Regions from separate parts of the Hordeum vulgare genome. Here region 1 is linked to region 2. A link is a contact called in public Hi-C data. All regions are on one chromosome and are shown on one strand. The core of a region is the stretch at or near the end of the contact, and the rest is flanking DNA. Distances in the headings are between cores, read along the strand shown. Region 1 has its middle 4.8 kb from the start of LOC123397612. Region 2 holds the start of LOC123397630.

Region 1 (5,406 bases), core at 1,178-3,677, 150 kb before region 2:
TCACCATGGCACATGCACGACATGCACAACACATATGATGCATGATCACTTTCAAATATACAAGGCATCGCACGATAAATCACAACAGTCAAATGCTACACATTAAGTGAAGCTCAATATGCAACGAGTTGACGAAACTTCACATACGAATTATTTAGTTCAGCCCCGTTTAGGTACACGACAATATTAAATGTTGATAAACATGGCAAGGGATGAAGCACAAATTAAACTACCTATCTAGGCATTTTAAATGAGGCCGGAAACGACATATAGCATCTCCGAAATGACCCCACGCACTAACTTTGTAATCTGTCCAGATTTGTCCTAACCACATTTTATATTTGTTAAGAGGCAAAACAAAGTGGTTCACGTGATTCTACTTGTCGTTTTAGTCCATTTACATATATGGCTCATCTCCAACGGAGCTATGGTTAATTAACTACGGACTAAATCATTTCTATCACGTTGACACGCAAATCGATGCAAACAACACGCTAAACAACTTTAAATATGCATGAGAGTTGGAAAATATTAATCTACACAAAATTCTAGCCAAATTACCTATATAACTCGCCGTGATCCGACGCACGGATTGAAACTTACGGCGTTTAAATATTATGCTCTTTTCTGAAAAAGAATTAAATCGCAGGTGCTAAAAAAACCTACACGGGCCGAATTTGTCTAAGGGCCGAATCGGAGCACGGGTGCTGGATAGCTAAAGGTCGCTTTGGGCGCAAAATAGAGGGGGCGGGGGAATCTCACCTTCGTGGGCTTCGGCTCAGGTCGGTGATGGGCCTGCTGCAGCGATTGAGAGCCGAGGCTCGCGTGGATCTGGGCCTTGCGTCCTTGGGCTTGGTTGCCTCGGCTGGGCCTCGTGGCCCACGCACAGGCTGGCGAGCGTCTAGCGCTGGCGTTCCCCTCGTCCTCCACGGCTAGGAGGAGGGAGGTGGCCATGGGAGCTAGAACAGCGGTGGCAACAGCTCGTCCCGGCGAGGGGGAAGCAGGACTGGGGCTCCCAGCGGCGGATCTGGCCTCGAGGCCGCCAGATGTGAAGCGAGGCGGCCGGCAACAGCTCGGGGTTGGGGCGGCGGCTTCGAGCTCGCTCCCATGGCCACGGGGACCTGCAACGGGAGGGGAGAGAGCTGGTTGAGAGAAAGAAAAAGAGAGGGAGAAGAAGGGAGAGGGAGGAGGCGCTCCGGCCTGATCCGGGCCTGGCGGTGGTGGCTCGTCGGAGGGGCGCGGCAGCCCGGCAAAGGAAGGCAGAGCAGGGAGCGCGGTAGGCTCTGGATCGGGAGCTCCTCTCCCGATCTAGAGCGAGGAGGCGGACGAGCTTCGCGGGCCCTGCGCGGTCCTCGGCGGCTCTGGGAGGTGGGAGACAAGGGCTGCGGCTGGGGATTGGAGAGAGTTGGCGGCGGCGCAGATTTCGAGGAGGGATTAGGGGGAGCCATTTTAGGAAGGGCTAGCCTTCCTTTTATAGTCGGGGTAGCTAGGGTTTGGGTTTTCATCCATTTTTGGGGCGTTGGATCTCGATCGGACGGTCCGAAACGAAGGGGTAGGCTTGGCGGATGTTTTGGGGTGTGTAGAATAGGCTAGGTCGGGAAGAGAGGGAGGTTTATGGCCCGACACCGTATTTTTAAACACCGAAAAACCGTTCGTTGATAATCCGAAGACGGTGCCGCTACGGTCAACCGTTCGGGTATCAAATGGACTCCGATTGTGACGAAATTTGGCAGACGGCCTACCTACACTAGAATAAGACTGCACGCCAAGTTTCCACCCAATCCGAGAAAGTTTTTTACGCACTTTTAAAAACAAGATTTTATCGATGACGCGGACGCGTGCGTGTGTGGATGGTCTCGAAACGGTCAACGACGAAAACGAAGAGAACCAGCAACTACTAACGGATGCAAGTTTTGAAAACTGACGGCAACGGAGTGTCGATGCAATGCAGATGATGCGATGATGAATGCGACAAACAAATAATCATAGGATATCAACGAAATAAAAAGGGGAATCTTCTGAAGCGTCGGTCTCGGACTGTCACAACTCTCCTACACTAACAAGAGATCTCACCCCGAGATCTAAGAATGAAAAAAAAAGAAGAGGAAGAGAAGAGCAAGAGGTAAAACTTAATTGCTTCTTTGAAAAACGAGTGAAACCAACGATCCTTAAAGGTTGGAAGAGATGAAGAATGATAAGAGAAACAAATAAGAATTCAAACAAAATTTCGACAGCACTTCGGCAACAAGAATTCAAACTTAAATGCAAGAATGGATGTGATATGCAGCCAACTAATTAAGAATGTGTTTTCCTCATGTCTTTGTCTCTCTTTGTCAACTAAGAGCTCTAGAATAATGCAGTGCACGTATCGTGGTAACGGTGTGCGTACCAATCTAGTACTCCAAAACTAGGACCAAGTAGGCACGTATTGACAAAGTTTTGGCTCCGCTTTTTCTTAAGTAGCCATGCTGTCCGTACAAGCGCTTATCACAAGAACGGATCAAATGACAAAGATCCCAATCAACCAGCTGCCGAAAGGGTTGAAAGACGAAGGGATGGAAATTTAATATTGGTAACACGTCTCTGTATTATAAGCAGGTCAAACTCTTGAGCTGAGAAACAAGTTACCTCTCTGGCTGGTAGTAGTATCATACTAGTATGTTTGTTAAAGATTCCTGCTGACGATGGTAAGCTGCAACTTGGAAGTTATTAAAAGGAGGGAAAATGGAGAATGCAGATCTAAAACAGGGAAGCCTAGCTGCCGGCCGCCAGCCGGTTGTTTACACAAAGAGACAAGCTTACTCCCTGATCTGGTCATCGCTCTGTGTTGTTATTATCAGCTGTATTCATGCCTTCATGGTTATCCTCGTGATCAGGTTATATAAATTCCCTTTTTTATGAGGAACGTTATAAACATTTCAAATATGTTTTCATACTGTACATGTTAACAACCACCAGCTCTCATTTATACCTGAGCCGCCATGAATTTGACTGAGAATTTTCGCCCTGGAAAGGGGTATCCCCGGGTTCTGCATAAAGTACATGTAAGCATCAAACAAATGATTGAGTATTCTATTTAGGTCTATGAGTGAATTTGTGTGTAAAATGTTGTATCTTTGTATATGTCATGCCTAAAATAACCCTTTTAATGCATATAATCATGCCTTTTACTCCTTCCGTTACTAAATATAAGTATTTTTAGTGATTTCACTAAGGGAGTACATACGAGTTAAAATGAGTGAATCTATATTCTAAAATATGTCTATATACATCTATATGTGGTTTTTTAGTGAAACCTCTAAAAAGACTTATATTTAAAAATGAAGGGAGTAGATCTCATCATTGATGCAGGAGCAACCATGTCCGTTAGTATTATCATAATATGTTGAAAAGTGGTACCAAGCCGTATTGATAAATAACTAGGTAAAGCCAATCAAAACTTTATATGATACTCTCTCCGTCCCGAAATTTTTTCTTAGGTTTGTCTAAAAATAGATGTATCTAAATACTAAAACGTGACTAGATATATTGATATCTAGAAAAATTTAAGACAAGAATTTTCGAACGGAGAAAGTATTTGCATAACACTAGTTGAGCTTTACATATCCTAGGTGAAGACGAGACATGCTCATGTCATGTAGCCATGTGCAATGGGATGAAAGAGATGAAGAGTGGTAGAAAAGACCAACATATTGAAGCTTTGTCATGCATGAGAGTAAAGTATATCAATTATTATTTTTGCGAACACCCAAACTTCCATTGATAAGTGGAGAGAACAGAGTAACAAAGAGGAGATGGAGAGGGATACAACACATCACAGACTCGCCTAGCCTAAACCAGCCATGGAAGGCAAGGAAATGAGACCCAGAGCAGGTATGGCGTGCCACGAACAAAGCCAGCCATCACCGCCGCACGTCCACGTCACCGGGACAAAGAAAATCAATGTACCCCCACTTTAAAGTGCCATGAAGAGTCGGCAAGTGGGCTGCATGATCGGATCGGACATGAGGAAGAAGCTATGGAGGAAACACCGATGATGTCGTACATTGCAGCCGGATGCCAATGCCTTGTGAAACAACCCAAAACGAAACATGGCATCCAACGCCGCCAATTTGAACACCAAAGACACCATGAGCAGCCAAGAAGGCACCTTCACGAAGGTGCACAACGTTGGGCTGCCACCGTCTCGTATGGTGAACAGGACCCGGGGTTTCCCCCGGTGAACTAGCTCCATCTATATGAGGTATATCAAGCCTACTCTTAAATGGAAAAAATGGTGCATGATTACAATCAACCTTCTGAAATAATGTTTCTGGAGGTGATGGTTGCATAAGGAGTTTCGAATAACGACTGCAAATTGGTGTACTTGAGGAATTCAGCTCTATACAAAGTATTGGTGGAATCCTACTCCAACACGACCATCTAGGGATTACCAAAGCCTTCCTTGATGGGTTACACTTGGAATTGACATGAAAGAAGAGTTGAAGTCAATGCAGATTGCCAAGAGTCTGAATTTCGAACCAACATATGGTTTTCTCATACCGTGCCAAATAAGAAAAATAAGTACAATTGAAAATATTAATCCACTTATCATCATGATGGATGCTCTTTATTTCTCATATTCGTCTGAGGAAGCGAGCAACTATGAATGCAAGTTTCCAAAATAGTGTCCTTGTATTTTTTGTGAGGGAATGGACATGTCCTTTTCCTTTCATCTAGCACAGTGAGGCGTGGATAAGTTTATTGAATCCTACCATCGCAATCTTCTAACCAAACAACGCAACTCTAAAACTACTAAGCCCCCTAGAATAGGAGCCTTGTGGTGCATTGGGGCTCGGGCACCGCTTGGGACCGGACATAAGTGGGTGTTGTTACGGCTATGTAGGTCTATTGGGCCTACTTGCAGGTAAGCGTGTCATGTGTATGCACCTTTGCTTCACGTGTCGGTGCTAGTACAAGTGTGTTGCTTGGACGTGTTGAGTTGCCTCTTTGCATGGTCGACATGTGTGTGAAAGGGCACGGTGTTCATCTCTATAGATTCTTGTTGCCGCTTTAGGTGGGTGGGATTGGCGTGTTGTTGCCTTGTAGAGTAGAGGAGCCCCTTATGTCACCAGCCTTTATTTTCCCACATGGCACCGTCAACTCCTCTACAATGAAAATAAAGAAACACATTCACCAACAGTTAAGTGTTCCCATGAACTAAGAGCGGTGCCACATCTTCTAGCCAGAGTCATTATACTGCAATTTTGACGATTTGCTCATTTCAACACCAGCAACACGCTTAAAGCAAATAATGGACTCTGATGTTGTACTTGGAAAATCAGCTATATGGATGTTTCATCATCATATCAAATACACTTATGTACTAGAGCAACAAACAAGATATCATTCACAATGATGCTAGGA
Region 2 (5,744 bases), core at 2,285-4,784:
TGTCAATTCAAATTGACAAGAATCTAAATTTTAGACCAGAGGATTTTCTCATGGGGTGCCATATTAGAAACATGTACAGTGAAAAAGATAACTCTCTACTCTTTAGAGCATCTTCAACAGCCTTTGTATATTGAATTGCTAAAAACTTGTTATAGCAAGAGGAGAGATAAGGTTTACAAAGCTAACATGTTTTTTTTGCTTTGGTAGCCTTTGTATATTGATTGCTATATTTGTACAAAATACAAAATGACATGTGGGACAGTTTGTTATAAACACATTGCATACTAGCATACGTACATGTATGTGTATACTAGTATAACTCGCGTCCACACACATATGCACACAGGCGTACACTTACACACATGCAACACACACACGTACACATGCAGCACAAACACACACACGTACACACATGCACACATGCATGCACAGACAAGTGTACACACGTACACATGCATGCAGACACATCGTACACGTACACATGCATGTACACACGTACACATGCATGCACACACACGTACACATGCAGCACACACACGTACACACACGTACACATGCAGCACACATACATACACACACACGTACATGTACACATGCGCACACACGCACACACACAGTGCTCGTGCAGCACATACACTAGTACATGGACCCACCTGTCATTGAGACAAAGTGAGGCTTTAGGAGGCTTGCTAAAAATTTACAAAGTGGTCTTTGACTTGGCAAATAATTAAAGTGTGGGTGCAAATATAACAAGCTTTGTAAAAAAAAAATTGGTGAGGGCCATTTATACAAAGGCTGTTGGAGAATATTTTTTGATCAAAATTTGTAAAATAGAAATTGAGTGCAAATATACAAAGCGTGTTGAAGATGCTCTTAAATCCGTCCCTCATATTTGTGTGAGGTTGTTAACAACTATAACTGACTGTTTCCAAAATAGTGTCCTTGTAATTTATAGAAGGAAATTGCATGAAATTGGAGAGGGGTGGGGGAGTGAGATGTTCAAGGGATTGCAAGCTTAAGGATGTAATTCCCCAAATTTGATGATTATTGCACTGTATCGTGTTATAAAACCACTCAGGTTTTGGCCACAAAGGCCCACTTATAACTTCTTGAGCCCTGAAATATGACTTTTGGACAAAAAGATACATGCACGTCGTTATGCTAACTTGTTATTTAGATATCGTCACTTAAAATAATATTCAAATTACCCTTGAATCAATACATAAGTTGGCTTAGCATTGGATGTTAGCTTAACCGTTCCACTAATGATTCTTACTATTCTTACCAAATATCCCCGCGTACGCCACCACTCGTACTAGCCAGCTTCTCCCACTCTCAATATCCCCTTAGCTGGTAGGTATCCGTAGTAGTATTTTGGGGGAAATGGATGTGTCTTTTGTTTCATCCAACCCATAGAGGTGTCGATAGACTTATAACATCCTACCATGTAAATCCTCCAACCCAGATAATGTATCACTACAATTACTAAACTCCCTACAACTACAACTGCAACTACTAAACTCCCTTGAAAGAGAGCCTTTTGGTGTATTCGGACTAGGGCACTGCTTGACCATAAGTGGGTGGTATGGTTGTGTAGCGCGGATGGCCCTATTTACGGATATGTGTGGCATGTGTAAGGCTTTTTGTGTCTCATGTGTCACTTATGAGACATGATGATTTGTCTTTGTGCTCGACACGTGTGTGAAAGGTGGCGTCGCTGGTACAATTATGTGTTACTGGGACGTGGCTAGTTGCCTCTGTGCATGATGGACACGTCTGTCAAAGCTCGTGACACTGGCCTATGTTGCTTTTTGTTGCCGCTTTGGGCGGGTAGGTGAGGATGGGGGGTGTCATGGGTTGTTGCCTTATGCCACCAGACATTATGCTCGTCTGCATATGCCATCAACACCATTCGTACAAAAAGAAAGAAAACATATGCCAACATGGAAAGGGCCCCACGAACAAAGAGCGACGTGGCAAAGCACACAACACCTTCTCTTATATGAATTATACTTTAACTTTGGAGGAAACGCGGTTAATTTCTAGAGCAACAAAGAGTATCATTTACAGTGAAAGAGGAAGCCATTCAATTACGGAAATGTTTATTATCATATTGGTTATACTACAACCAACCCACACACAAGGGCGGCAAAGCACACAACACCTTGTTGTCATATCGATTATACTACAATTTTAGATATGTTTTTTTCAAATTTCAACACAATGAACACACTTTGAGCAGACAATGAACAACGATGTTGAACTTAAGAAATCGTGAACATGGATGGATGATTCAATATCATATCACAAGGAGCACACTTAAAGCAAACGATGAACTATGATGTTAAGCTTAGGAAATCGTCAACATGGATGGATGATTTGGTATCATACCGAAGAAACTAGAGCAGCAAGAAGAAGATCATTCACATTGAAGCTAGAAAGCTAGCCAGTACGTTGCGAAGTAATTTTAATTTATAATTTTATTAAAATACATGTAGATGTGAGATAAGTATTAAACATTTAAGTCTTATATCACTTTTATTTATTTACACCATGGCTCACTTCCGTATTACAAACATGCCGGCAGATTCAAAGAATCTGGACACCATGCATGACCATGGCCACCTAGCTAATTCCCTTGGACGGTACGGTATTAGTACAAGTCTACAAGACTAGAACCGGTTGATGTACATGAAAGCTAGCGGTTGAATTTATGGCCGGCGGAAGAGGTGCTCCTCGCCGGTTTTGTGGTCGACGTGCCGGATCCAACGGCTCGACGCGCTCCGGTGGCGCCGGAACTGTAGGCTCGGCCCCTTGCCCACGCCAACGTGGAGGACCTCGACGCCCTTGTCGACCGGCAGGTACACGGACCGCACTACCCTCGTCCCTGCCGCCATGGACGCTTCGAGCGCCTTCGTGCCAGGCCGCCTCCCGTCGCCGTGGCGCACCACCACCATCCCTCTCGGCCCAGGCCTGGCCGCCGCCAGCACGGCCGCCGCGTCCCGCCTCCGCGCGTCGACCACCAAGAAGTCCACGCCCTCCAGCTCCGCCATGGCCCCGTCCGCGTCCTTGTCCGGTAGCACGTGGGCGTAGCGGCCTCCCGTTCGCCCGGCGGCGGCGGCGAGGGCGAGGCTCATGGTGGCCGAGTCGGGAGCCGAGACCTCCGGCGCCTCGACGACGAGCTGCGCGTTCCATCCCCCGACCATTGCGGAGACGAGCTCGGCGACGCCCGCCGACCCCGCGGGGCCGTGCTCGGAGTCTGACAGCGCGCTTACGCCGGCGATGAAGGCCTGCGACGCGGTCTCCGGGCACCACACGAGCTTCATCTCGGCCTCTCTTTCTCTCTGTGCGAAGAAAGGAATACTTTGGGAGAAAGCGAACTAGCTAGCTAGGGAAGAAAGCGGTGGTGCACGGCTGGTGGTGCACTGGAGATATATATGTGCTCCCGATCGATAAGCGTTGACAAGCGCAGATCGATCGGGGGAGCGGGGCTGGGTGCGGTGGATTGGAAAGCACAGAACACGTTTCGGGTTTGCGTCGTCGTCGCGGCAAACATATGGTGCGTGGAAACGTGCAGAGACCGACTATTTCCGCCGCTTTGTTTCGATCGCATCCTACCCGGATTCGGGTCACATCCTACCCGGATTCGGGTCACCATATACTAGGTTAAAAAATACAGTAAGGCCGCGATCGATAACCCTCCAACTCCATTAAATTAGGGAGCGGACGGAGCGGCATTTTTACAACTCCAAGAAAATACGTTGTGGGTCGCCTGCTCCGCTCCCGTCGTTCTAGGAGCGGAGAGCTGTCGAACAGGGCCTAAATATCCATTGTAAATGTTTATTAGTGGAGCTGCACTATTCAGCCTTCCCAAACGCACGAGTTGAAGCCGTCCGATCACGCGGATCACCCCGCACCACCCCTCACCCCTTGTTCCAAGATAATCACAAAAGTACTCATGAAGGGGTTTAACAAATGTGGGTCTCTTGTTATATCTTAAAATCAAATTGCTTTCATTAAAGGAAGGTATATTATGAAAGGGGTGGTTATATTTCATGAAACCCTTAATTTTATCCACAATCGGAAACAAAGTGCCTTGATTTTTATGATTAAGTTTAAGAACGCATGTGATAAAATTAAGTGGCCTTTTGTAATTCGGGTGCTTAAACTTACAGGGTCCCTTGATAAATGGTGTGATTGGGTCATGGAAACCATGAGGGGGTGGGGCATGTACGTGTTAGGGTTAATGATAAGATTGGACCCTACTTCGGGACCTTTAAGGGATTGAAATAGGGGAATTGATGCGGCGCATCCCATGATCATCACCATGGATACTACATCAACCCATCAACCTACAAGTGGACCTATGACAAGATCATGCACGCGCCATCGAAACTAAGGTGAACTCACTCTTCTTTGAGCTAGGCATGAATATCAATGGAAGTTGGATGCTACCTCACAATGAAACCCTATACATCGTTACATATGAGGAAGACATCCACCGAGGGTCTAGGAAGCCTCCCCAAGGCCAATAGGAAGAGCGAGAAGGAAGCACGGAAGAAGGAATCCAAGTTGAAGACCAAACAGCCAAGTCTCAGGCGACCCCAGGCGCACGGCCTTCAAGGACCCCATGTGCATGAGGATACCCAAAACTCCCTAAGTACCCCATGCGCACAGACCCAGAAGACCCCGTGCACACGGGCCCTCTACTGAAGCTGCTGGGTACCCCGTGCGCACAGACGTGTACCATGCCCACGGGTGACTTAGCCGTGAGCATGGGCCTCACACGAGGCTACGACGGGAATTGCCCATTTGGCCCTCACTTCGCCTCCCACCTCCAACTACCTATATATTTCGTCCATAGGTCATTTGTTAGGGTTAACTTATGTTTAGCACTTGAGATTGTTGAGCATAGCTGCTTCTACTATCCTTCTTCCATGGAGATGAACACCTCTATGTGAGAAGATCCTAGTGGATGCCAAGGCCCCCCTTTAGGGAAGATCCCACGTGATATCAAGGCGCATCCTCCGGAGTGGAAAACTGTTCGTTACTTGTATCCTTATGTTGACTTTGGATCTATGTATCTCGTGTGTTTATGTGGATCTAGTGGATGTGTGATTGGAGATCGTTCTTGAGTTCGTATTTTCTATTTGATTTTTTCTTTTTTTTCCTCGAAGTGTGAAAAGATCGACACCCACGGGTTTGCCCCGTATTAGGGATGTGGTCTCTCCTCTGTTTTTGACATTATTGTTGATGCACTGAACGTGATCATTAATAAAGCTAAGGAACGCGGTCTAGTTAGATTAGTGTTACATGATAATTTGAACAAGGGGGTTAATATGCTGATGACACTATCTTTCTATTAGAAGATGATGTGGACAATGCAGAAAATCTATAAATGATCTTGTGTGGTTTTGAGCAGATGTTCGGGCATAAGATCAATTTTCATAAAAGTGAGCATATGATGTTTGGGGATGCTATTAACAAACAATCCATATACCCAAAAATATTCACTTGTTAAATGGGAGATATACCTACTAAATATCTGGTGATGCCTGTTTCCAATGACAGGATCAGAAACAAGCACTGGACTTGTGTGACTGATAAAATTGAAAAAAGATCCAGTTGCTCACACTATTGTGGTCTATTGCAGGGAGGATTACCTTAGTTCAGTCTTGTTTGACAAACATACCCATGCTTATGTGTCATTTTATCCTGTGTCTGCTGGTGTGGTTAAATTTTTT

Evidence for each region. Hi-C and Micro-C count contacts between places; a contact is called where the count stands out from the background.
Region 1: a Hi-C map of leaf shows a contact between it and region 2, with 8 times the contacts expected there. The contact joins the enhancer-like site here to the promoter of LOC123397630 in region 2. A contact is called at or near these places in 5 of 6 Hi-C or Micro-C datasets (leaf and seedling).

The regions. Positions count from the first base shown.
Region 1 is chr5H:502,527,927-502,533,332 of MorexV3_pseudomolecules_assembly, reverse strand. No RefSeq gene overlaps it. Among protein-coding and RNA genes, the nearest start is that of LOC123397612, 4.8 kb to the right of the region's middle. Within about 2 kb of position 2,427, at least 2 of the 3 cell types and tissues checked have open chromatin away from gene starts, as enhancers often do. A contact at or near this core is called in leaf and seedling, where this site is marked.
Region 2 is chr5H:502,380,813-502,386,556 of MorexV3_pseudomolecules_assembly, reverse strand. It overlaps LOC123397630, which reads right to left and starts at 3,534. Exons shown (of 1, transcript XM_045092165.1): 1 at 2,465-3,534. The coding sequence starts at 3,326. The coding sequence ends at 2,712.